5 separate regions of the Mus musculus genome follow, and all the other regions are linked to region 1. The links are chromatin contacts, called in public capture Hi-C and promoter capture Hi-C maps. All regions are on one chromosome and are shown on one strand. The core of a region is the stretch at or near the end of the contact, and the rest is flanking DNA. Distances in the headings are between cores, read along the strand shown. Region 1 holds the start of Tango6 (transport and golgi organization 6). Region 2 holds the start of Cyb5b (cytochrome b5 type B). Region 3 has its middle 14 kb from the start of Terf2. Region 4 holds the start of Smpd3 (sphingomyelin phosphodiesterase 3, neutral). Region 5 overlaps Sntb2 (syntrophin, basic 2).

The links. Promoter capture Hi-C pulls out the DNA fragments that hold promoters and counts their contacts. Capture Hi-C pulls out chosen DNA fragments and counts their contacts.
Region 2: a contact with region 1 is called in a promoter capture Hi-C map of adipose tissue. The contact joins the promoter of Cyb5b here to the promoter of Tango6 in region 1. A contact is called at or near these places in 2 of 39 promoter capture datasets (the 3T3-L1 cell line and HPC-7-derived erythroid cells), 2 of 484 Hi-C or Micro-C datasets (embryonic stem cells and natural killer cells), 1 of 115 datasets of contacts at active chromatin or transcription factors (bone marrow-derived macrophages) and 2 of 9 other capture datasets (adipose tissue and liver).
Region 3: a contact with region 1 is called in a promoter capture Hi-C map of embryonic stem cells, with 2.1 times the contacts expected there. The contact joins the enhancer-like site here to the promoter of Tango6 in region 1. A contact is called at or near these places in 9 of 39 promoter capture datasets (the 3T3-L1 cell line, 3T3-L1-derived adipocytes, the C10 cell line and 6 more), 5 of 484 Hi-C or Micro-C datasets (the G1E-ER4 cell line, the HL-1 cell line, the N1E-115 cell line and 2 more) and 3 of 115 datasets of contacts at active chromatin or transcription factors (astrocytes, embryonic stem cells and fibro-adipogenic progenitors).
Region 4: a contact with region 1 is called in a capture Hi-C map of macrophages, with 5 times the contacts expected there. The contact joins the promoter of Smpd3 here to the promoter of Tango6 in region 1. A contact is called at or near these places in 2 of 39 promoter capture datasets (embryonic stem cells and hippocampal neurons), 1 of 484 Hi-C or Micro-C datasets (CD4 T cells), 1 of 115 datasets of contacts at active chromatin or transcription factors (pancreatic cancer cells) and 1 of 9 other capture datasets (macrophages).
Region 5: a contact with region 1 is called in a promoter capture Hi-C map of frontonasal cranial neural crest, with 5 times the contacts expected there. The contact joins the enhancer-like site here to the promoter of Tango6 in region 1. A contact is called at or near these places in 16 of 39 promoter capture datasets (3T3-L1-derived adipocytes, the C10 cell line, the HPC-7 cell line and 10 more), 1 of 15 datasets of contacts at CTCF or cohesin (large pre-B cells), 16 of 484 Hi-C or Micro-C datasets (the AML12 cell line, CD4 T cells, the CH12 cell line and 12 more), 7 of 115 datasets of contacts at active chromatin or transcription factors (T-cell acute lymphoblastic leukemia, a beta-TC-6 cell line, bone marrow-derived macrophages and 4 more) and 3 of 9 other capture datasets (adipose tissue, embryonic stem cells and macrophages).

The regions. Positions count from the first base shown.
Region 1 is chr8:106,680,956-106,686,086 of GRCm38.p6, reverse strand. Tango6 (transport and golgi organization 6) reads right to left here and starts at 3,019. Exons shown (of 18, transcript NM_173037.1): 1 at 2,832-3,019. The coding sequence starts at 2,934.
Region 2 is chr8:107,148,258-107,153,388 of GRCm38.p6, reverse strand. It overlaps Cyb5b (cytochrome b5 type B), which reads right to left and starts at 2,728. Exons shown (of 5, transcript NM_025558.5): 1 at 2,516-2,728. The coding sequence starts at 2,677.
Region 3 is chr8:107,107,533-107,112,663 of GRCm38.p6, reverse strand. No RefSeq gene overlaps it. Among named protein-coding and RNA genes, the nearest start is that of Terf2, 14 kb to the right of the region's middle. Within about 2 kb of position 3,148, at least 25 of the 459 cell types and tissues checked have an H3K27ac peak or open chromatin away from gene starts, as enhancers often do. A contact at or near this core is called in the N1E-115 cell line and embryonic stem cells, where this site is marked.
Region 4 is chr8:106,335,391-106,340,521 of GRCm38.p6, reverse strand. It overlaps Smpd3 (sphingomyelin phosphodiesterase 3, neutral), which reads left to right and starts at 2,557. Exons shown (of 9, transcript NM_021491.4): 1 at 2,557-2,710. 4930506A18Rik (RIKEN cDNA 4930506A18 gene) reads right to left here. Exons shown (of 3, transcript NR_126091.1): 3 at 4,768-5,131.
Region 5 is chr8:106,976,527-106,981,657 of GRCm38.p6, reverse strand. Sntb2 (syntrophin, basic 2) reads right to left here. Exons shown (of 7, transcript NM_009229.5): 2 at 319-532. Among named protein-coding and RNA genes, the nearest start is that of Gm22085, 31 kb to the left of the region's middle. Within about 2 kb of position 2,502, at least 41 of the 459 cell types and tissues checked have an H3K27ac peak or open chromatin away from gene starts, as enhancers often do. A contact at or near this core is called in embryonic fibroblasts, where this site is marked.

The DNA.
Region 1 (5,131 bases), core at 1,770-4,269:
GCAAGGCCAGCCTAGTCTCCACAGTAAATTCTAGACTAGCTTTAGCTAAAGAGTAAGACCCTGACCCAAACCCGGGGATAGAGGGGGTCTACCCTCACCAAAAAAGATCCAGATGACCAGTACAGGCACTCAAACTTGAGAACTTGGGAGGTAGAGGCAAGCAAATCCCCAAAATCTGAGGCTAGCCTGTTCTATAAAGCAGGTGTCAAGGGCACAGAGCTACACCCTATCCCAAACACACACACACACACACACACACACACACACACACACACACACACACTGCAGGAGTAAACTAAACCTGATACAGCATATGCAAGCACAGACCTGGTGTTTGATCCCCAACACCAAAACAAAAGAACGAAACAGCCAGCTTGGTGGTGCACACCTGTAACCCCGTTACGCAGGAGACTGACACCTGTAACCGAGTTACTCAGGAGACTGAGGCAGTTATTGCCATTAGTTTGAGTCCAGCCTGCACTACACAGAGAGTTCCAGGGCAGCCTGGGCTATAACATGAAACGTTCTCTTTAAAAAGTCATACCAAAAAAAAAAAAGAAAAATGAAAAGAAAAAAGACAGAAAAGAACAAAAAAGCCACATCCAGATCCATGCAGTACACAATAGTCTACATACACAACATAGAATAATTTAGGGGGCTGGAGAGATGGCTCAGCAGCAGAGAGCACTTAGCGCCCTCTCACAGAACCAGAATCTAGTTCCCAGCGCCCACATAAAAGGGTTCACAACCTCATATAACTCCATTTCCAAAGGATTTAGTGCCCTCTTCTGGTCTCCATGGGCACCCACACGCATACACATAAATAAATATAGCATAAACCTTCTTTAAAAACGAAGAATTTTAGCATACTATTTTTTTTCCCCTTCCAAACAAGAGTGTTTGGAAACAGTGGTGTGGATGTAGTTCAGCTGGTAGACTAATTGCCCAGCAGGCAAGATGCCCTCGGTTTGATGCCCCAGTACTACATAAACCAGTGTGACACTGCAGGCCTGTAATCCCAGCATTCAGGTGACTGAGGTAAAAGAATCAGAAATTTAAGTTCATTATATGGTACAGAAATTCAAGATTACCCTTCATTATGTGGGGTACATGAGACCCTATCTCAAAACTGGGGGAAAAAACAAATCAAAACTAAACCAACCCAATAGCTACGACTGCCAAATGCTGAACAAGGGATCTCTCCATTAGTAAGTTAAAAGACAGAAGGTACAAGCTCAGTTCCCAGTACCCATGTCAGATGCCTCAACTGCCCATAACTCCAGCTCCAGGGAGATCTGACACTTCTGGTTTCTCTGGATAACTTCACTCACACATACATACCCACACATACATATTATTAAAAAAATAAAATAATCTTTTTTTCTTTTTCCTTTTAATGTGGAAGCCGGAAGGATGGTTCATTGGGCAAGACCACTTTCTGCACTGGGGTTTGGGTCTTAGCACCCATGTGATACAACTGCCTGTAACTCCAGTTCCAGATAAACTGACACCCTCTTTTGGCCTCTGTGGGCTACTGCATGCACACAGCATACATACACTCACAGAAATAGGCATTCAAACATAAATAAATAAAATACGTATCCTGCCGTTGACTCTTAATTGGGGCAAGAGAGTATATTTTGCAAGCTTTTAGTGAAGGAACTGAGGTTTGTCACGAACTTGATTTACTTTGGGCAATTTCCAATGTACATGTATGTTCCTCTGCAAAAATTAATGCCTATTAATACTTAGGAGACTGCTGTGAGGACTAAATGATCTACAAGTAAATGGACTATAGGGACTGGCGCTTAGTAGGCAATCATCTACTACTAATTGCTTTTCACGTCCCACTAAGTACTCTGTAATGTTTGCAGCTGTAGTTTGGGGGTCGACATTTAAGACCGAGAGTGTTCACCTTGTAATCACACACGTTGCCTTTACCTTGATAATTCTACACGCACCCAGACATGCTGTGCTTATAATTAGGATCCTATTTTCTTACACCCTTCTACGTTTCCAGATGCCATCAGAAGTTCTATTCTGAATAATCTGCCTTAGTCTGACAAGGAGATCAGGCAGAACTGAGTTCTAGGTCCATGGACATCCCTCTAATATAACCACCTGATTTGAGGTGTGAGTTCCAGGACAAACCTTAACTATACAGTGATACCCTGTCTAAAGAAAGAAAGGGGCAGGAGGTGTGAATGGTCATGCTTGCCTTTAATCCCAGCACTGGGGAGGCAGAGGCAGTTCAAACCACCACAAATTGGGACTCAACAGTGAGAATGCAAGGTCTCACTATTCCCAAGGTCTCTTCAAATACTAAACTGGGAAGTTAACTCAACAAGTGATTAAAGGTGACTGTGCACCTCTGATACCAAAACAGAAACCCTTAAAAATCTTCCTCAAATTCAGCCAAAAAACGTCCCTGCTGGGCATCTCTGGTCACTTGGCATTTTGTACAAATCTCAAGCGTGCACACCAGGCTCGGAGCCCTCAAGCGGTTGGGACATCACATTACACCTGTGTGAAGGCGTCTCCAGTCCCTGTGTCAGGGCTGTGCTGGAGCAAACAGTGGACCGAAGCCGCTGCTCAGCGAGGCGCCCAACGGACCTCGGCCGGCATCAGCGGTCAGCGGACTGCAGGCCCTTTCCTGGAGCTTCAGTTTAAGTTTTAAGTGAGACTGCACAGAGCCCAAGCGCTCCCGGGAGTGGGGATGGAGATGCCGGGAGGGCCTGCGGGAAACATGCGGTAGCAGCCAGGGCGAGCCTGGGTGACCCGCGACCCCGCGAGCCTCAGGTCCAGCCCCGCGCCGAGACTCGTCCTCTCACCTCCCGGGCTCAGCAGCAACTTCAGCGCTTCCAGAACCTGCTCCAGACCACATGTCACCAGAACGCCACTCGGCGCAGCCGCCGCCGGTCCGGAGGCCGCCATGATTGGAGTGGAGCGACCTGCGACGTGCTCAAACACCCAAGTGGGCCAGCGCGGCCGCCATTTTGAATGTGGCGGAGGCGTGTCCTCTGCTGGAGGGCGGGGCCCAAGACCTGGGGCGGGGCCTACTCTGTCTGGAACGCCCCTTCTCCGGGAAAAAAAAAAAAAACAAGATACAGTTTCTTGTGTTCTCCCAGAGCGCCCCAGTTCAATTCCCAGCATCCCTATCAGACACCAGCCTGCAAACTCAGGTCCAGCAACTCATGCGCATACACACGCATGCACAAGCATAACTTACAAAATATTTTTTAAAAGAAAATATAGGGGGCTGGTGAGATGGCTCAGTGGGTAAGAGCACCCGACTACTCTTCAAAAGGTCCAGAGTTCAAATCCCAGCAACCACATGGTGGCTCACAACCATCCGTAACGAGATCTGACGCCCTCTTCTGGTGTGTCTGAAAACAGCTACAGTGTACTTACATATAATAAATAAATAAAATCTTTAAAAAAAAAAAAAAAAGAAAGAAAATATAATTGAAAAGGTAAAATAAAAGACCAATGTGGTGACATGTATCTTTAAGTCTAGTACTTAGAACCAAAGGTCAGCCTGGTCTACATACATAGTAAGCTCAAGGCCAACCAGGAACTCTGAGAGACCCTGACTCAAAAACAAAAAGAAAAAAAACACAAGTAGTCTTGCATGGTGGCCCATGCTTCTAAATCTCAGCTATAGAGAATCACGTGTTCAAAACCAGTGAAGGCAGCTTAGTGAGACCGTCTAAAAGCTATGAAGGATTGGAAATGTTATCCAGTAATAACACTCTAGCACACAACCATGAGTTTGGTCCTCAGTACTTCAACCCAGGGGGTGGGGGAGGGAACAGAAATAGTTTCTCGTAAAAATAATACACATTTTAGTATGTAAATTTTCAAGTACTGAAAGAAACACAATAAATAAAGTTCACAGATGTACATAGACCCTGAAAGAGAAGCTCACACCAATGACACCAGCGTTCAGGGAAGCTGACGTGGCAAGACAAGTTCATAACTTTCTCCCCAAAAGTAACAGTAACAAAAAATATTCAACTTTGTATTACTGATTCCTTTTTCTGACATTTAAAAGTAAATACACACTGGGATAGAGAGATGGATCCGTGGTGTTGTTCTTGTAGAGGACCCAGGTTTAATTCCCATCGCCTACAAGGTGGCTCACAGCCATGTATAACTCCAATTCTAGGGGATCCAATGCCCTCTTCTGGCTTCCAAGATGACCAGCCACTCATGTGGGGCACAGACACACGTACAGGCAAAATACTCATAACTGTAAAATAAATAATTCTTTAATCTAAAGATAAATACGCACACACACATATCCTGTATCTGTGAATGTGTTAGCTACAGACAGCCCCATTGGAATATCTTGGTTTTGTTGGGTGATGGTGAAAGACCCTCGAGGGGAGACCCTCACTCAGACCACTCAAGTCCCGGGACAGCCGCGTACCCAAGAAGACACTGAGACCATACATAAAATGTAGAAGGCAAGATTTAATAAAGCAGCGACATGAAAGCACACAGACCAGAGCTCTGGGGTCGAAATAAAGCAGCAACATGAAAGCACAGAGCTCTGGGGTCGAAACTCATACACCTAGTGGCACCTAGTGGTGTAGAGGAGAATCGACGGTCAGCCAAAATTTTTCACAGGCTTATATAGTAAAACTCAAAGGGGGAGAACTGGGCAGGGAAAGTACAAGTTTACATCACTAGGGAGTTCTGCCAAAGGAATCTACGTAACTAAGGAGTCATGTCCTATCAAGGAACCTACGTAACTAAGGAGTACCTGGTTCATTTTGAGGTTGTTCCAGGAGGCCTTTATCTCAAAAATGTTCTTGGAACAGTTTTTAGTTGGGAGGGTTCGAACTTTAGGGTGAGGAGTTTTGGGGTGAAAAGTTTAGGAGTGTTCCGAGAACAACCTCTAGATGGGAGGGGGTGGGCTCCGAGGTAAAAAGTTCATGTTCTCACAAGAGGCCAGTAATTTTTTATTCTTCATTCCCCACTTCTTCTTGTTAGTAATTCTAATCTTAGAATTTCAGAAGTCTATATCTCTATGTGGAGAATACTGCATTTACTCTATCTTTAACATGGGAACAAAAACAGAATAAGGCAGATTAGTAAACAGAACTAGGCAGGGACCCTTCTAGTG
Region 2 (5,131 bases), core at 1,479-3,978, 470 kb before region 1:
ACACTGGAGGATTGCCACAAATGCAGGGCCAGACTGGGCACCAAAGAGGTGGCCTAGACAACAGGTAAGACCATGTCTAAACAATAAGGACAATAATAAAAGAAATAGCTAACCACAGATAAAGATCTGTATCTCAAGTTTAAGGAAAGCCTTGCCTAGAAGATATCTCTAGCTTTATCAGAACATGGTGAAATAGGCTGGCAATGTCCCCTTATCTGGGTCCTTCCGAACCCACTATCTATGCTCAATCAATCAAGAAATTCTGGGACATGGACTGTCTATATACTATGCTTTAACAGTAAATGTATTAAAAGACAAATACCAGAAAACAAGTGTTAAGACTAGTATTTTGAAGTAATAAGATATGGGCAAAAGAAATCAAGGAATCTTCTAAGCTAGGCTCCATCACTCATCAGACAATTATATATGATCAGAATGTCACAGAAACTGTTTCTGGTATCCATATTAATATAATAGTTACGTCTATCTATGTTGCTCTCAACCAGTTATTTAAAAATGAAGCTGGGCCACCTTTAATCTCAGCACTCAAGCGGCAGAGGCAGGCAGATCTCTGTGAGTTCGAGGCCAGTCTGGTCTACATCGTGAGTTCCAGGACAGCCAGGGCTGTGTAGAAAGGCCCTGTGTCAAACAAACAAACAAACAAACAACAACAAAATGTTGGCCCAAGATTGACATTACACAGCCATAATTCTAGTGCTTGGGAGGTAGAGGAAGAAGAACCAGGAATTCTAGGTTATATAAGATCCTATCTCAAAATAACAATTGATACAGCAAACAGCTAGGCTGGGGGCATAAGGGGTTTGGTTCAGTGTTTGCCCTGTACTCATCTAAGGCCCTGGGTTCAAGCCAAAAAAACATTGTTTTAAAAGGAGGAAAAAGCCGGGCGTGGTGGCACACGCCTTTAATCCCAGCACTCGGGAGGCAGAGGCAGGCGGATTTCTGAGTTCGAGGCCAGCCTGGTCTACAGAGTGAGTTCCAGGACAGCCAGGGCTACACAGAGAAACCCTGTCTCGATAAACCAAAAAAAAAAAAAAAAAAAAAGAGAGAGAGAGAGAGAGAGAGAGAGAGAGAGAGAGAGAGAGAGAGAGAAAACAAGAACTGGAGAAATGGCTCAGTGGTTAAGAACACTGACTGTTCTTCCAAAGGTTCTGAGTTCAAATCCCAGCAACCACATGGTAGCTCACATCAGATGCTCTCTTCTGGTGCGTCTGAAAACAGCTACAGTGTACTTACACATAATAAATAAATGCATAAATCTTTAAAAAAAAAAAAAGAATCTTTAGGCTGGGCAGTGGTGGCGCCTTTAATCCCAGCACTTGGGAGGCAGAGGCAGGCAAATTTCTGAGTTTGAGGCCAGCCTGGTCTACAGAGTGAGTTCCAGGACAGCCAGGGCTACACAGAGAAACCCTGTCTTGGAAAAAAAAAAAAAAAAAGATTGACAGTCAGCAAAGGAACAAGAGAGTAACATCTTAGTGGGGTGAAATGTTCTTTTTCCTTACTGTAGTGACTACATGGTCAAATACACTTGTCAAACCCCAGCTAGAGGTGTAATATAGTTGACAGTGTTTGCCTAATAAGCATGAGCGATCTGATCCCTAGAAAGGCATATACAGGAAGATTAGAAGTTCAAGGTCTACAGAGACTATGTAATAAGCTGAAAAACGCCCTGTCACAAAGAGGAAAATTATCTGTGGCCCAACAGTCTCAAAGAGATCTTGAGTAATAAGATTTGATTTGAAGCACTAACAAAAGGGTTGAAAGCCAGGTGTTGGTGGCCCACACATTTAACCCCAGCGTTCAGAAGGCAGAGGCAGAAGGATCCCTGAGTTCGAAGCCAGCCTGCTCTACATAAAAGTTCCACGGACACACACACACACACACACACACCCCACACACTCTACTGCCTAACCAGGAACAGGGGTGGGAGGAATCTCAGCTCACTGGATAAGAGCACATGTGCACATGTTCTGTTTTCTCGGAAGATCCAGTACCCAACACCCACATCAGGAGGCTCACAACCTCCTCTTATCCAGCTCCTGGGGTTCTGACCTCTGGCACCAAACGCAGATGCAGATGCCCCCACCCCCACCCCCACCCCCCCCACATACAAAATTTAATTGTTTTTACTTTTTAAAAAAACTGCCTTCTCCTCTAGAAAATAAAAGCCCCCCAAAGCACTGCTTTCTAAGGCATACTTCCTGGAAAGGAGCAGTTCTGAACTGGGCTCGATTAGGTCGTTAAGTGTGTGCCCTTGAGAGCTCCCGGCCTCCGTGAGCCTCAGTTTCTCTTTATGGGAAACGGGTTGATGGCCTGGCGTGTGATCTAGCATCCTGCAAGTGCTCCATGCATTGAGAAACGCACGTTGTCAGTCGAGGCTGAGACTGCAGCCCCTCCGAGGGTCACGGTTCCTTCCGGGCGCCGGACAGCCACGCGTGGCCTCTCCCCACCCCCACCCCGGCAGCGCGCGGAGGCCTCCCGCCTCCCCGGCCCGCACCTCGCTGAGGAAGCGGGTGATATCGTAGACTCGCCCGTGGATCACCATCCACGTCTCTTCCGCCGAGTTTCGCTTCGCCACCTCCTCCAGCCGGTAGTAGGTGACGGAGGGCTCGGAGCCCTCGACCTTCTCGCCACTGCCGCTGGCCTCCGGGGTCGCCATGGGATCCGAAGCCCTCTCCGCCGCTATCTGGGCTTCCACCGCTAACTTCCTTGACTTGCCGGCCCGCGCTGGGTCCTCCTCGGCTTCCGTAACCGGGTAAACCTGGTCCGACGTCCGACTGGCCAATCGGCGTCGACCAGCCCCTCCAACCTTGCCAATCAGATATCGTGATTTTGGACCAGCGCCTAAACGTGGCCGGGTGACAAGTGTCACCACAGGAGAGCATTCTCTCTGCTCGGCCCATGGGCAGGCCCGGCCCTAAAAGAAAAGAGCCGGTTTCCAGCGTCTCTTTTCCCTTCCTGCCACCCTGGGTCCCCGAATGAACGGACCCGCATTTTCCCTTGATCTTCCCATCCAGAATTGCAGCCCCCGGGGTTACAAGCTTTGCTGTCCCCCAGACTGGTTCCCTTTAGGCTCCAAAAGGCTCAACAATTAAAATGGGTGTGGTGACCTCTACCTTCCTTGCCCAGAGGTTTGGGATGTGTGTTAAAGAGAGTGTGCTAAGAGAGGCGTGAGCCCAGCAATCCACTGTGTAAATCACAAGTGGCGTTGGACTCCATGGCTCTTAGGTACAAGGCCTTAGGACAGCAGTTGGGGCAAGGGTAGATGTCCTAAGTTTCTTCCACTACTGACAAAACAATCTCTAACTGAATTCTTCAGTGATCAGGGCTCATCTACACTGTTTTAGTTTCTAAATGGCCTAAAATAGGATTTACTTCAAATGACCCTTGCTAAAAGTCTAGGTAATTTGGAATTCTAAGTTAATGTGCAAGGTTGCGAGCCTTTCTCTTTAATTGCGGTGAAAACTAAGAGGCTGATCATCCTAAAATGTTTCACGGTGTTACTTCACAACCTAGCACTCATGACTCTGTAAACTATTTGCAACCTCTTTCACTAATATTTTATTGTTTGTTTGTTTGTTTAGAAATGTATCAGTATGTAAGCCTGGTTGTCCTGGAACTCAGAGGCCTCTGCCTCCCATGTGCTGGCTTAAAAGGACACCACCATGTCTACTTTCCATAACCTAAGTTCCTAATTACACAAACTATGTACTGTAGTTTGCTCTGATGGCTCTCATAAATACTGACCAAAACCAGCTGGAGAAGTAGAAGGTTTATTATGCTTGCAGGTTATAAGCCATTGTCTTAGTCAGGGTTTCTATTCTATGCACAAACATCATGACCATGAAGCAAGTTGGGGAGGAAAGGGTTTATTCAGCTTACACTTCCACATTGCTGTTCATCACCAAGGAAGTCAGGACTGGAACTCAAGCAGGTTAGGAAGCAGGAGCTGATGCAGAGGCCATGGAGGGATGTTCTTTATAGGCTTGCTTCCCCTGGCTTGCTCAGCCTGCACTTTTATAGAACCACAACTACCAGCCCAGGGATGGCACCACCCACAATGGGCCCTCTCCACTTGATCACTAATTGAGAAAATGCCTTACAGCCGGATCTCATGGAGGCATTTCCCCAACTGAAGCTCCTTTCTCTGTGATAACTCCAGCCTGCATCAAATTGACACACAAAACCAGCCAGCACAGGGGAAAGGCACCACAGTAGAGACTCAGAGCACTTGCTGAGCAAAAGTGACGACTTAACCATTCCCTCCCTCGGCAGTAAAAGCCCGGCAGGCCTTCCTATGCCTGTAATTCTAGTTCTGGGGTGGTGGTGGAGGAAGGCAGCTCCTGAGAGCTTGCTGGCCATCTGGTAGAGCTGAAAACAGCAAGCCCCAAGTTCAGGGAGAGACTTTCTTTCAGGGAACCTGAAGAGGAATGACAGATGAAGACACGTGACCACTCCTCCAGCTTCCTTGTGCATGTAGGAGTGAGCACACAGATTTGTAAACTGCATATCCCTACAAAACAGTGAAAATGAAACACAGAGCAAAGAGCTTGCTTCTTGTATCGCCATTCTCCCACAGACCCTATTATAAAATTTGTGAGGCAGTAAGATTTCCAAAAAAAAAATCCAGAAAGTTATACGTGGTTGAATTTAGGGCTTATGGAAAATCTGCATCAGCTCCACCTTTAAAAAGTACATTTACGGCCCCTAATGGAGGAGCTAGAGAAAGTACCCAAGGAGCTAAAGGGAACTGCAACCCTATAGGTGGAACAACAATATGAACTAACCAGTACCCGGGAGCTCTTGTCTTTAGCTGCATATGTATCAAAAGATGGCCTAGTCGGCCATCACTGCAAAGAGAGGCCCATTGGACTTGCAAACTTTATATGCCCCAGTACATGGGAATGCCAGGGCCAAAAAGGGGGAGTGGGTGGGTAGGGGATTGGGGGGGTATGGGGGACCTTTGGGATAGCATTGAAAATGTAAATGAGGAAAATACCTAATTAAAAAAAAAGTACATTGACTTGCTTATGGGGGTGGGGAGGGGTCCCTATAGAGGTCAGAGGAGAACCTGTAGTGGTCAGTTCTCTCCTTCTACCATGTAAAATCCAAA
Region 3 (5,131 bases), core at 1,899-4,398, 430 kb before region 1:
CCTCTGGTAAGGGGGAAACAGTTTTCTCCAATGGAGCTTTATTTTTTTTTTTTTTTTCCAACCCCCCACCCCCCGGAGCTTTATTTTATATATCAGCCCTCAGAGCAGTCCCAAGCCTTGGAGAAATAAGCCTTGGAGTATTTTTGTGAACTTTTTGTTTCATTTTACTTTGTTTTAGCTTTTTTTTTCTTTTTCTTTCTTTCTTTCTTTCTTTTCTTTTTTTTTTTTTGTCTTATTGGTCTTCCTATTTATTTTGATTTTCATTGTGTGTGTGTGTGTGCGTGTGTGTTCTGTGAGGACTTTTGTTCTTGTTTCTTTGGGTTTTTGTTTGTTTCTGAAAAAGAAAGATAGAGAACAGAAAAATAAAGGCAAGAAGGCAGTAAAGATCTGGGGAGGGATTGAGAGAAGGAAAAAAATGATCAAAACATGTTGTGTGAAAAAAATTTTTAACGAGAAAAGAATTCTAAAAAAGCATATGCTACCACACCTGACCCCATTTACATTTTTATTATCATTTTAATATTTATACTTATTATATTTTTGTGGGTCTGAGTGTTTTTGCCTGTGTGTATACATGTAAACCATATACATATGTATATATGAGTGGTTTTGCCTGATACTCTTGGAGGTCATTAGAAGATGCTGGATCTGCTGGAATTGAAGTTAGGGATGTTTGAGACCTACTGTGTGGGTGTTCTGGGGTCACTCGGGTGCTCTGCCAGAGCAACAGGAGACAGGTGCTCCTAACCTCTGGGCCATGCTTGTTGTTGTTGTTGTTGTTTTGAGACAGTCCTACTATGTAGTCCAGGCTGAGATCTTGAACTTCTAGTAAGCTTCCTGTCACTACCTGCTAAGCCACAACAAACTTATTTTTAAAAAAAAGAAAGCCGGGCGTGGTGGCGCACGCCTTTAATCCCAGCACTCGGGAGGCAGAGGCAGGCGTATTTCTGAGTTCGAGGCCAGCCTGGTCTACAAAGTGAGCTCCAGGACAGCCAGGGCTATACAGAGAAACCCTGTCTCGAAAAACCAAAAAAAAAAAAAAAAAAAAAAAAAAAAAGAATAAAATATAATACTCAGAAGGCCTGGCAAGACGCCCAACAGTTAAAGAGCACAGACTACTCTTGCAGAGGACTCACTGGGAAGCTGTCGCCACAGCTCCAGGGAAAGCCAACATCCTCTCCTGACCTCCACAGCCAGCTCTACTTACAAGGGAAGCACACACCCACAAACACAATTTTTAAAAATGTTTTAAGTTTTGGAGGTAAACCACAGAGGGGTTGATAGAAATCTTTTTTCTTTCTTTTGTTAAAAGTAATTAAGTGATGTATTTATTTTTGTCTTAGGAATGGTGTTTTGCCTGCATGTATGTCTGTCTGTGTGAGGGTGTCGGATCTCCTGGAGCTGGAGTGACAGCCGATTGTGAGCTGCCATGTGGGGTGGGTGCTGGGAACCGAACCTGATTAAGAGCACTGGCTGGTCTTAATGGTCTAGACCCAGATGGAAGGTGCTTTCAACGTCCACAAGTGTATTCCCATCACACTGCCACTAGGCTGACTTAAAGGAGAAAGACAAGTGTAGGCTGGTGTAAGGGTTGAGGAGATGAATCTGGTCTTGCTTTTCTTTTTTCCCCAAGAAAGAAAAGAAACTGCCACCTAAAATGACTGCATCCCTCTCCTTGAGCAGCCTACAGTTAACATCTAAAAGTTTGATGTGTGCATTTTCTTTCCTTCAAACTCGAATTAGCATCTTCACAGCAGTCTTTTTCCTAATTGTCCAAAGCGGGCAAGAATCCAAGTGTCTATCAACAAGAGAATGGATGGGTAAATTGTGGGCTTCCACACAATGAAACACAATACTCAGCTATAAAAAGGAGTGACGTGGTTTGATCTCAAAGACAGTGTGCAAAAGAAGCCAGATCGAAGACTGTGCTCAATGTGAGATTTTGTTTATGTGAACTTCAAGAACAGGGGACACTAATCAAATCCCTTGTCATCCGAGCTTACTGCTACCAAGCAGGTTTGAATTTAAAACCAGATTTAGAGTGGGGAAAATGTGACTTGTTGGTAGAGATTATGCTTAGCATGTTCAAGGTCCAGGATTCTAATCCCGGAGCCCCAAAACAAAGGCTGTGTAGTAAGATTTTTGTCTCTTAATAGTTAAACTGAATTTGGATTTTAAAATAGATAAAAGATTTAAACCGAGTGCTACCATGTCCAGTTTTCTGCAATCCTGGTACTCACGAATACTATGCAAGCACCCTAACAAATGAGATAAAAAAATTCCAGCCTTTAAAAAAATTTATTTGCGGGATGGCTCAATGGGTAAGAGCACTGACTGCTCTTCCAAAGGTCCTGAGTTCAAATCCCAGAAACCACATGGTGGCTCACAACCCACCTTTTATGAGATCTGACGCCCTCTTCTGGTGCATCTGAGGACAGCTACAGTGTACTTGGACATAATAATAAATAAGTCTTTTAAAAAAACTTATTTGCACGTGTGTGTGTGTGTGTGTGTGTGTGTGTGTGTGTGTGTGTGTGTGTGATATTCCTACATGTGTGACTGCACTATGTGCATGCAGAGCCCCAGAGGCCTTTGGACCCTCTAGAGCTGGAGTTACTAACTGTAACCATGTTATCATGTGGGTCCTAGGGACAGAGGGAGGAGCCAGTGTTCTTCGAGGCTGAGCTATCTCTCCATCACCCATTGTAATAGTTTTTGGTTTTGTTTTTATGGTTTTGCTTTTTGATTTTTAATATAGCCTTGGCTATTCTGGAACTCACTCTGTAGACCAGCCTAGCATCAAATTTACAGAAATCTGCCAGTCTTTGCCTCCTGAGTGCTGAGATTAAAGACGTGTGCCACCTCCTTTTTTTTTTTTTTATTTTTATTTATTTTTTTTTTTTTTTAATTTAACTTTTCACTGGGGTGACCAATTTGGCTTTCATCTCAGCCCAGATCCAGCGTTTTGAGCCGGTCCACCCCAACATCTACTCCATCTATGAGCTTCAGGAGCACAAGAAGGAGGTACAGGCTCATTACAGGATACAGCTGGGACCGGTTGACTCTGGCAGGGACTGGCTAGACCTGGGGGACCTGGCCTGGGGCTTTAGCCTGAGCTGCCTCCCCTGCTGGGAGATGGAGGTCACATTAGCAGCAGAGGAGCTACCGGCAGTCTACAAGCACAAAGGTTCAGTTCAGCTGAGCCTCAGGGCTGCAGACACCAGGCGGCAGGAAGATGTGCAGCATCCCGGAGCTTATCCAAAACCCGTCCCGGATGCCCTGGCTAGCGGCAAGATCATCGTCCTGATTCAGGGCAACAGCAGGACCCAATGCTGTCATGGAGAGGTGGGAAAGACAGAGGAGTGAACTGGTGCGGGCCAGAAGGAGAGAGATGGAACTAGATCTCACTGTTGGTAACCGGCGTGAGAGAGGGCTTCCAGCTACTGCGGAAGCGGAACACGTCATTGTTTACTAGGGTCAGAAAGGTGGTTTGCAGCAGCCTGGAGCTTGCACAGACTCAGCCCGGGAGCACACTGCCCAGCTGCACGATCACCCTTGCCCGAGATGACGAATGATTCATTTTCTGGACTGGACCTCCTTGAAGGGTCTCCATGGTCGGTGCTGTTCTTAGACGCCATGTTGATGTCTGAGGTCCCTGTCGCTGCTCCAAGCAGTGTTGAAGCATGATGGCATTCATATTGATGTTTGTGGTCTGGGCTGCCACTGGAGTCCATGCCAATGTCCGAGGCCTATAACAAGGACTTTCTCTACCAGCCAACAGCATTAATAATGACACGGGGGCTTCTAATAGCTCAAAGCTCAGGCCTTTACTAGGGCAGTCTCCCAGCTAGCTCATCTAACCTAACCCAACTACCTAGTGTACAACCTGCCACGTGACCAGCTCTATGTCTTTCTCTGCTCCATTGAGGTCGTGTCTGTTCCTTTCCCTCCATGTCCACTTTCCAAACCTCTCATTTCTGCTTTCTTCCCCTGTGACATTCTGTCTGCCCGGAAGTTCTGACCTCCACTTCCTGCTCCAGCTATTGGCGGTCAGATTTTTTTTTAAAAAAATGTTTTTTTGAGACAGGGTTTCTCTGTATAGCCCTGGCTGTCCTGGAACTCACTTTGTAGACCAGGCTGGCCTCAAACTCAGAAATCCGCCTGCCTCTGCCTACCGAGTGCTGGGATTGAAGGCATGTACCACCACCACCCAGCTTTGGTAGTCAGATCTTTATTACAACCAGTGTTTAATTCTTTGCCTGTACAGAATTAACAATGGAAAATACTGGAGAGATGGCTCAGTGGTTAAGAGCACTGACTGCTCTTCCGAAGGTCCTGAGTTCACACCGCAGCAACTACATGGTGGCTCACAACCATCCTTAATGAGATCTGACGCCCTCTTCTGGAGTGTCTGGGGACAGCTACAGTGTACTTACATATAATGAATAAATTTAAAAAGAAAGAAAGTACAGAGACACACCACACAGTTTGAGTAAGGTGACCCAGCAGAGGACCATGCTACCATGGAAGGCCAGGTGGGATGGATGTTCATAGTCTGCGCTATCACAGGAGCCATGTTAGGGTCCGTGGTTCTGGTTGTTGGCAGAAGCCTCGTTGATGTCCGTGGTCTGTGCAGCCACCAGGCGCCAGAGACCATGTTGGCGTCTGTGGTCCTACTGCAGCCAAAGGCTGTGCTGGTGTCCACGGCCTGCCTATGTTACCACCAAAAGCCGAGTCGCGTTGTGGTCTGTATTGCCACCTGAAGGAGACCTGCTGATGCCGGAGGCCATATGGGTGTCCCTCCTTTGTGCTTCCATTGACTGTAAAAGGGCAAGGAAACTACTTTTGCGGTGGTATCGATGACTTCAGACACACTTTGGAGAAAGAGAGTCATAGGAAGCTTCTGACACAGCTCCTACCTCTAACTACCCCCCAAAAGGAACAGCCTAGACAGGAAGCCATTGAAGAGAGTAATACTTAAAAATGGTGATAAAGATCCTGAAGTGCAGCTCTCCATGACTGATGGCTTCTGGCAAGGGATGGGTGGAGAAGGACTCCATTTTCTTTAAGGGGATGGCCAGAGTTTGACCATGCTCCAGTGAGTATATGAGCAACACAAATTGAACTTGAG
Region 4 (5,131 bases), core at 1,308-3,807, 350 kb after region 1:
CCCCACCTGTACCCTTATTAGCTTCTTCCTAACACCAGTAAACAGCATTTTATAGCTGAAGAAACAGGTCCAGCCCAGGGTCACACATCTAATCAGAGATAAAAATCAGGATTAGGACCTGGCTTCTCGACTCTAGCAGATTTTATTTAAGTACCCACGGGGGTTCTGGGAGAATCCAGGAACCTTAACTTTTTTCCTGTTTGGTACCATTTCCTGAAAATTAGCATAACTTTTGTGGGAGGGGCAATACTCGGAGTCAGACAAAAGGCCGTGTACAGGTAGGTAGGTGCTCTGTCAATCTAATTTCCTGCCCTAGCGATACTTTCAAAGGGCTCAACTGACCTCCAAGGGCTTCACCTCCGGCTTTTGGTGGGTTTCTTCGCTAGGCTTCTGTGGATGTCCACTGTATGGCATAGTTCTGTTCTCCCAACAGCCTTTGCTCTCACTGTATCCACAGACTTGGATACTGAGCTTCAACACATCCCATTTCCCTGTGCTCCTGGCAGTAATGAGTAACTCATCCTTAGTAATGAGGCTGTGTCTATTAAGTCAGCCCCAGTGGCCTTCCTCCATGATTTAGCCAAGATCAAAGCCCCTCTGCGAGGCTTACTCGAGGTCCTGTTAGGGAAGAACTAACATTTTATTCATCCTCTGCCCTAGCCTTTGTTCTGTACCGGGATAGCAGGCTTCCTTTCTTTCAGGCTCTGTTTGGAATAGTAGTCTTTCCAGTTACTTCCTTTCCCAGTGTGAATCAACTATGCACATGAAGGCATTCTTTCCAGAATGGTTGTGTTTTCATACACCCTAAACTTCTAGGACGATGACAAACAAACTATGGATGGAATTAATGAGACATCTAGTCAGTATCAGAATCTTTCCTGGGGATTCAGGAGGAAAAAATGCTACCTAGCAAGGCAGGAAATCACTGTGGAGTCCTATGATGCTGAGCAGAAGGTTTAAAGGCCAGCCAGCATCTTATTTCATGACTGACAGGTGAGAGAAGATCTTCCCAGAAAGGGAGTGGGAGGCAGGCATTTAGACATAGAAAGTAGGGCCAACAGCTAAAATAGAGGAACTGGTGACATTTAGTGGGGGAATTGACAGGAATAGCAGGCACAAATATATTTCTCTAGAACCACAGTAGTAGAAAGACCCTGGGACATTCAGACAAAATCCCAACCAATCCTAAAAGTATGAATGGCATTTAAACTTTTTTTTTTCAACCAGTAGCATCCTTCTAGTGAACATCTTTAGGAGTGGGAAACACCTTAGAAAATAAACATTTTTTGAAGGTGTATGCTGAAATCAGATAAACCGCTGTTCATTTTCAATAACTATAGGTAAATCTCAGCATTTGTTGAGTGCCTCCTGTATGTCAGAGGTTGTAGACACGGAACTATAAATATGAATAATACAGGACTTGCCTCTGCTTTATAAGTTTAGTTTCATGAGGAAGCTGGGTGTGTAAACATGCAAATCAAATAGGGGAAGTAGAGGCTGACAGACACAGAAGATGTGCAACACTCGGCAGAACATCAAGGAAGTCGTCACACATCAAGGCAACATTTAAACTGGGGCTTAAAGGATGTTGAGGAGTTGGAGGACGGCATGATGGAGGGGATCAGAGGAAGAGAGAAAAATCAGTACTCAAGGCTTGCCAGTTTCCAAAGTTCAGAACGATGCAAACGAGAGTGGAGTCCAATTCTCAAGGGACTTTCCAGCTTTGCTGTGAAAAGTGGATTTGATCCCAGAGGCCCGAGGAAGCCTGTGAAAGGTTTTAGGCAGAAGCAGCTCACTCTACCAGAAAGTACTGAAGGAGAGACTGCAAAAATGTGGGGACAAGAAGGAAAGGTCCTAGTGGCGCAAGGAATGTGGCCAGAAGAAAAAAAACAAAAAAAAAAAAACAAAAAAACAAAACAAAACAAAAAAAACAAACAAACCTTCAGTGTCAGAATTAAGGAAAAAATATAAAAGTTCAGATTGAGGTGTGAAGGTCTCCTCCAGTATCCTTTATCTCTGGTGGGGAGGAACCAAAGCGTCTCGCTCTCGATTGGCTCCACCGAGTGTTGCAGCGAGGCCGTCTCGTTACCTTTCTTCCTAGACAGGGAAACTGAGGCCCAGGGTCCTCAAGTAGAAACAGAGAGAAAAAGATAACCGAATCCGTCTTCCAAGACGCTAACCACAGATCACATGTGGTCTTGCAAGGGTCCCAAGGCCTGCCCCACTTCCCCATCCCCCATTCCCCAAGGGGCTGAGTTTGCTATGGAAACAGTCCTCCCACCCTCCTCCGCGCCTAGGGCTCCTCAATGCACTCTGGGAAATGTAGTCCATTTGTTTACAAGCCCGCGGCACGAGCCCACTCCACAGCCCTAAGAGACTACATGTTCCAGCAGGCAGAGCAAACACTTGGGCGGTCTCTGGGGGCGAGGTCCCAACGGAGGGACCGGAACCTCCCAATAGGCAACCTCCTGGGCGGATCCTGCGTCTCCATTGGCCAGAGCAGCTCGCGGGAGGCGGGGTCAGCGGAATGAGGCGCGGAGCTGTTCGCCGCTCCAGGTGCTGAGTCCGAGGGAGGCTCCGGATGCCAGAGCCGCGGTCGCTGTAACCATCGCCGCCGCGAGAGCCGTCTCTAGGAAGCCCCGGTCGCGAGGAGCTGGGAGGCGCCGCGTGCGCTGCCCCGCACCGAGCGCCCTCCTGTGCGCCACCTGAGGTGGGTGCTAAGGACTTGCTTTTGTTTTATTGAGGAGAGGGGGGCCTGGGGAGTTGATGGGACGTGTCCTCGCCGCACTTAACACCATCTGTCCGTGGAGCTGGAGGGACTGACTGCGGGCCTCTTCGTGGCCCAGGGCCTGAGGTCGGAGCAACCTCGGCTGGGTTTTGTCGTATGGTGAAAGAGCTTCTTGAGTGTAAGGGATGAAGGGCTGGAAGACCCTCTCTGGTCTCTCGTAGGAGAGCGTGAAAAAGGCTTGGAGTCTCCCTTTTCCTGCGCCTAAAGTCAAGGCTGCTTGGGTTGTTGAGGATGGAGGGACTGTTCTGGGATGAGAGGTTTGGAGATAGAGGGACCCTTCCTTACAACACCCCAGCTCGAGGCTGCAAACAGGCTGCAAACAGGGATTGGGATGTGACTGATGAGACACCTCCCCTCCTCTTAGACTCTCCTAGGTTTCGAGTTGTTAGGGAGACCCTTCCCTTTGCCCTCCTTTACATCCAGGCTCTCCCCTTATGACTTGCTCACAGTTGGGTTCTTTGTGGGATATTTGTTTTTGGGAATGGAGAAAGTGAAGGGCTGCAGGACTCCTCCCCACCCTGCTCCAAGCACTGATGGATGCTTGGGTCTTCTGTGATGGAGCCGCACCTAAGGTCTGAATAGCCTGGGTGTGGGAGGTGGGTAGAAGTGAGAGTCTGAGGTACCCCTCCCTACCTGGATCTTATTTCCCAGGCCCTCTCCACCTAGATCCAGGTCCCAGGCAGTAGAGAGTGGAGATCATCTCTCTTGCTCCGCCACACCCCGGGAATTAGAGCTCCAGCACCACGGCTAAGAGTCTAGATGGGCACCTGAGGGAAAGGACCCAGTGGTCTCCCTCTCCAGCAACCCGCAGCTCCTCCGCGTTCGCGGATCCTGGAGGGATGCTCCGCTGCATGCCGAGCGCGCTCCAGATCTGGACGCCGAGATCTGGTACCCTGCGAGCAGGGGTTGCTCTCAGGTGCCCGGCTTTCGCGCTCTGCCCAGGCATCCACGGGAGGACAAAGCGGCGGTGGCGGCACTGGCAGGCGTGCAGGGCTGGACTGCGCGAGGGGCGCGGCTGAGGAAGGGGGGCTTCGGGCGCGGCACGGGTAGCTTCCACGGAAACGTGCTAGGAGAAGAGAGAGCGAGAGAGACAAAGCGCGCTCGCTCCTCGCGGGCCCGCGCGAGCCGGGATGGAAAATCCCGAGGGAGGAGGTGGCTGTGCTGTGCTGGGTCCTGTGCCATACACTCTTCTCTGTCCCCACCTTCCAACCCCACTGCCAGTCCTGCCCCAAGAATGCGATGGGATTGATGGTTACTAGAGGCAGGACTTGTGACCACGAGGACAGGGATGACCAGGGACTCTACCTTGCAGTTGAGGGGATCTGAAGAAGCATGCTGACTAAACCCATTCAACCTCATGCCCTATCAGCTATATTAGGACAAATTTGGTTTTGTGGCTAGATGTGATTTTTATTGATAGTGGTGTGTGGGGCAGAGCGTGAGTGAAAATGTGACTGGATGAATGTGTCTGTCCATGCTCCAGTATTCACGCGTGTGCCTTGCTGTGGTGAGGCTATGCATATGGCTGGGGGAGGGGTGGGAAGAAGGAGGAGGAAGAGGAACCAAGCTTAGATGTAGAAGGTAGCAAGACAGTTATCCTTTTAACTCTCAAGTCACAGTTGCTGACCTAAGGTTCAACTTCAGGATGAAGGCAGCTTTAAACTGCCTCGGGTCCAACCTGAAGGACTGGCTATATTCCAGTCAGTGAAACTTCACAAGAATGTGACACCCTCTTTAGCCCTTTGGGCACCCAAATCTGACCCTGAAATCTTTATCAGTCCTCATTCCCTGGAGCACCTTATCATGCTGTAGGGGGCTGCCCTAATGACCAAAACCTACCTTATCACAACCACTGGCTGCCAAGGAAGATTTGGGAAGTCTGTCAATAGAGGCTGGAAGGGGTATATGAGCAGAGCTGGTAGAGCTACAGGGATATTACCAGTAATTGGTCACAAATGGAGACTCAGAAACACCAGGTACAAGCCAGTAATGGTGGCCACAAGCCTATAATCCCGCACTTGAAAGGTTGAGGCAGGAGGATTGCCACGAGTTAGAGGTCAGCCTGAACTATATAATGAGACTCTGTCTTAATATTCCTAGAAGATGAATGCAGCCCTCTCAGCCTTATTAGTCCCAGCCACTGACCTAAGTTTCCCTACCACCATCGCTTTTACCACAAAGTTTTTTCAGGTCGCTTCAAGATTATCTCCTTCACATAAATTAAGGGGATAGATTATGGACTGTGAAAGAACCAGGCAGTGGAAACTCCAGTCAGCCAAGCCTACCTGATCCTTTTCCCTAAAGTGTCCACTGCCAGCATCCACAGTGACCTCTGCTGGAAGG
Region 5 (5,131 bases), core at 1,253-3,752, 300 kb before region 1:
AACACAAATAGCTATAGAACAAGAAGAAAAGTTATAAATTACTCCATTCATTGCTTGCATTTTAAAGAAGACAGGGAGGTCAGAAACTCGTACTTGTCAGTCACTTGCCAATTGATATCCCAGATCTACAATGGGGACTCTGAATTGCAACATTACTCACAATTTTAAAAATTCCTTATAAAGACAATGGGAGGCTGGGCAGGGAGATGGTGGGTTTGAGGCCGTCGTGGGCTCCAAAATTAAAGACAGATCTCTGATCTCAGAACAGGAGGAGGCACTGAGGCTGAGAGCGGTGCTCTTGAAGGTACGTATGCTCACCTGTTCTCCAGATCTGGCATGCTCAGGTTTCGAGCAGCAAAGCACATTTTGAGAGGGATGACCTTCCTGTCCTTGGTGGTGTTCTGATGCTTTGGAGAGCCAGAGTCTTCACTGCCACTAAAGCTTGGAGACTGGGGAGAGGCACCTTCCCATGGCAGATCTGATACTAAAGATGGTTTCTTGATATATGGTGTTACTTCTCGGATGAATTTGACTATGAAAAACAAATTAAAGGAGGTTAGTATTTTTGTTTCTGATTAAATAAAAACCAAGATATTTATATACATGTGCTAGATGGTGGTGGTGCATAGTTTTAATCCTAGCATTGAGGAGGCAGAATTTGAGGCCAGCCTGTTCTATAGAATGAGTTCCAGGACAGCTAGAGCTACACAGTGAGACCCTGTCTTGAAAAACAAAACAAAACAATTCACATACAAGCAACATCTAGAACAAAGTGAAAAGCAGAGTTCAAATGCTATCAAACCCTTGAGCTTGACCCACACCAAGGAGACACACCTTAAAGCTTCCTCCCACTGAAACCTCCTAACAGCCTGAATCTCTTATACACGAGAACCTCTCAAATGTCAGAAAACATGCATCTCTTTCTTCCCTATACTAAGCAAGTATTTCAGCTCAATTGATACAAGGCTTGGCCCTGGCCTAAATGAGCGCTCCACCTGGATGGGGCAGAGGGAGATGGATAAACATTATTACTGTGGTAAAAATAATATAATAAGTGGGCTGGTGAGATGGCTCAGTGGGTAAGAGCACCCGACTGCTCTTCCGAAGGTCCAGAGTTCAAATCCCAGCAACCACATGGTGGCTCACAACCATCCGTAACGAGATCTGGCGCCCTCTTCTGGAGTGTCTGAAGACAGCTACAATGTACTTACATATAATAAATAAATAAATCTTTAAAAAAAAAAATAATATAATAAGTATATACAAGCACAAAGCCAACTCAACTGATCCCCTGTGCTTTCAAAATAATCTATTCCAATTAAAATCTCTTTTGAATATGTAATATGGTTTATCATCCCTTACCTAGTTGCTTGCCAGCAGAAGCCTTACAAATTTTGAAGTATCCATATGTACATGGAGATAAATGGAAAGATGAACAGGAAATTCATTTTCATATAAACAGTGCACATATGCTCCAAGGCAACTTAGGCAAGAGCGTCCTCATTTGGACTGCTCTATTTGGTCAGGGGTGGAACTTTCCACTTGTCTCATGTACATGCTTGAAAAGCTTCAGGTTTGAGGTTTTTGAAAGAGGTAAAATTGATACACAGATTCACATAAAACAAAACCCAGAAGAACTGGATTTCTCTAATGACAACTGTTGTGTGATCTCGCAGAGGTGGTAGATATGCTAAGCGCAATGTAAGAACAACACATTTATCTGTTTACCCACCGATTTCACAGGATGGTAGTGTATTATGCTTACTGCACACTACTTTATTCTTTAGTAATGCTGACAGCAGCCAGTCAGTCATTATCTACCTTCTCCTCTACCTTCTCCCCAACCACACCAGCCAACGATGGGTTTTTATGAACATCCAACACTTCTGCGACACAATGAAGACACAAGAAAAGGACAGGAAAAACAAGAGTGGCTCTAAACACATGCATACTCTAGGCACACGTGCACACTCTAGGGACAGTGAATAGCCTGTGCATGCCTCTCTTTTGCCTTCCTGACTTAGAAATCTAGAGAAAAAAATTTAAATTAACCCTAATCAATAGAAGAGATGAAGGCATGGTCTTTCATTATTAAATTAATCTAAGCACTTGACAGGCAGAGGCAGGTAGATCTCTATGAGTTCAAGGCCAGCTACATCTATATAGCATTCCAGGCCAGCCAAGGCTACACAGTGAGATCCTGTCTTAAACAAATGAAACAACAACAACAACAAAAATGCCACACCAATATCTGCTGAAATCAAGCAAAATAGTAGGAAATATAATTCTAATATTAGTGTTTACATATAGGACAGCTGCTTGCATGTGTGCATATTTTTCCTTCATGTTTTTTATAAATACATTTCTGGGTGGAGAGAGTAAAAGCTAGCTTGCTGGCTTAGGTCGCCAAGGAGATTTTTCATCCTGGAGGAATGAGCAGGAGTGTAGCCAGTATCCCTTAAGCAGCTGACTCAGGCATTTCAATACACACTTGAGCTTTGTGCTTTTAGGAGAGGATTAGATCACGAGAACTTGGCAGAAATTCCTAAGGTTTTCAATCAATGCCAATGGCTGAGACATGCTTTTCAACACTTAAGGCGCCATGCCAGCTACTGGTCTACCAACTGGGGGAAACAAAGCCATTCTAAATGAGCACTCTTGAAAAGTACAGTGATTAGAAGAGTCCTTAATGATCTATTCAGAATTAGCATCTCTAATCTGATTACTACAAACATGCTAAAAACAAAAGCAAAGCAGACACACAACCTAAGGGCCACTGTATTACAAATGCAATGGATATGGGCTGAGGCCAGATCAGCTGGCAGACTGCTCTCTAGCAATGCACTGAGTCCTCAGTTTGAGATTCAGCAACTCACAACCCCAGCATGGTGGTATATGCCTGTAGTCTCTGCACTCCAGTAAAAGAAAGAGGAGGATGAGAAGTTTATGGTCATTCTTAGATAGATACCAAGGCCTGCCTGGGCTGCACGAGACCTTAGCTTTAAAAACCAAGTGTAAATTTCACCTGAGATTATGGTGGTGCTGCCTGTACACCCAGCTAGCGAGCCATCTATGTTTAACACCTATAAATTGACACTTGTGTCCTATAAGACCTCCTCAGCTGCCACAGAACCAACTTGGGAAATGATGTGAAAAGAAACACCTTTACGACCAACCACTGGCCTTCAGTTTACCATTCTCCTCATAATTAGTTCCACCCAGAAAAAAAGAAAAAAAAAAGTGAGAAGAGAAAGCAAAGTGGAAAGGGCCCCCATCTTCCAAAGAGCCAGTCTAACCCTTCCCCGTTCTCAACTGACAGAACCACAGAGTGGGTCCATCAAGTTGGCCTCTAAACACACAGAGTAAATAAATAAGTTTAATTAACAAACACTATCGTTGTGTGTGCATTTATCGATAACAATATGGAGAAGGATTTTTATCAAGACATTGTAGTGCTTGTACATACGTTGATTTTAAAGATGTAATTCTGCCTATTTTGATTTTAATTCCTTCATTATGTTTAAAAAATAAGGTCATCAACTTGACTAAATGGCAAGTTATGCCTGTCTCCAAAAGGAAAGGAGGAGGAAGGAGGGAAGGAGGGAAGGAGAAAGAATGTCGTTTATACAGCTTCTTAAGTTTTTTATTTTTATTTCTGTATGTGTGGCTCCATCCATGCACCACTTGCATACAGTGCCTGCAGAGGCCAGAGGAGGCCATCAGATCCCAGGAACTGGAGGTACAGGTGGCTATGAGTCACCTGAGATGGATGCTGAGAAACCCAGGCTCTCTGCAAGAGCAGCCAAAGATCTTAACCACAAAGCCACCTCTCCAGCCCCTTTCCCCTTCCATTAGAAGTTTTGATGTAGCCATTTACACTCAGTTGGTCGCATCCTTTCACCCGAGACAATTAAATTTAAAATGCTGAAAGGAAGAAAAGATAAAATAAAAAAATCCCAATTATTTTCCATATTAGATATACTATCTCTTAAGTATTATTTAGGAATCATATCAAATTCCACTGTGTGTACATCATAATTTACTAGAGTATTCCCTAGTTATTGGGTACTTAGGTTTAGTGATCTACAAAGAACATCTTCTGTAGGAAGAAATATTCAAGACTCTGGATAAACATGGGCAAATTGTTCCCCTACAGAGATTTTATCATTTTATCTTCTCAGTAGCATGTTCAGGTCCCTTAAAGTGGTGCTGTGACAGTTAATTGTGGTATCACCTTGATTGGATATGGAATCAAGTAACAGACTTGTCTCTGAGTGGGTATGTGGGGCTATCCCTGGAAGGATAGCTGAGAGATCCTTCCCATGCCCAGATAGGAGGAGGTATGAAAGCTGTGTGCTCCTCACCCACTGGCCTTTGCAAGAGCCCCTTGCAAGCCCTTGGATCTACCTTGTTGCTGCCTGTGTTACCATCCTCTGCTGACCGTGGAACCCACCTTGTTCAACCTTCCACTTAGGCTGAAGACCAGTGATTCATTCTCCAGGAACCCTCCAGGCTGTCAGTGCCAGCTTGGAACTGTTGAGGAACCAGCCTTGTGCACTGATTGGCTCCGGGGTTCTCAGTCTCTCCAAGCATGCAGACAAGCCATTGTCGGACTATCCAGTCCATATCACGGAAGCCCATCTGATAAATCTCTTGTAACACATATTCATTCTATCAGTTTTGTTTCTTTAGGAAACCCTGACTAATGCACTAATCATATAAAACAATCTTGGCAGCCAACAAGAGCAGTGGTGCACACCTGTAATTCTAGCAGCAAGGAGACTCAAGTGGAAGGACTGCCACTAGCTCCAGGACTGTCTCATTAAAGCAAAACATAAGAAAAGCAATCTTTACTGCATAGTAGATGATAAATTGCCCACTAAATCTCAACAAATGTAGGATGTAATTTTCTTCTTTTTTTAAGGTTTGTTTCTTATACGTGAGCACACTGCAGCTGTCTTCAGGTACCCAGAAGAGGGCCTCAGATCTCACTACGGATTGTTGTGAGTCAGATCTCATTACGGATGGTTGCTGGAATTTGGACTCAAGACCTTCGGAAGAACAGTCAGTGCTCTTAACCACTGAGCCATCTCTCCAGACTCTATTTTCTTCTTAAAAGCAGAAAAATCAC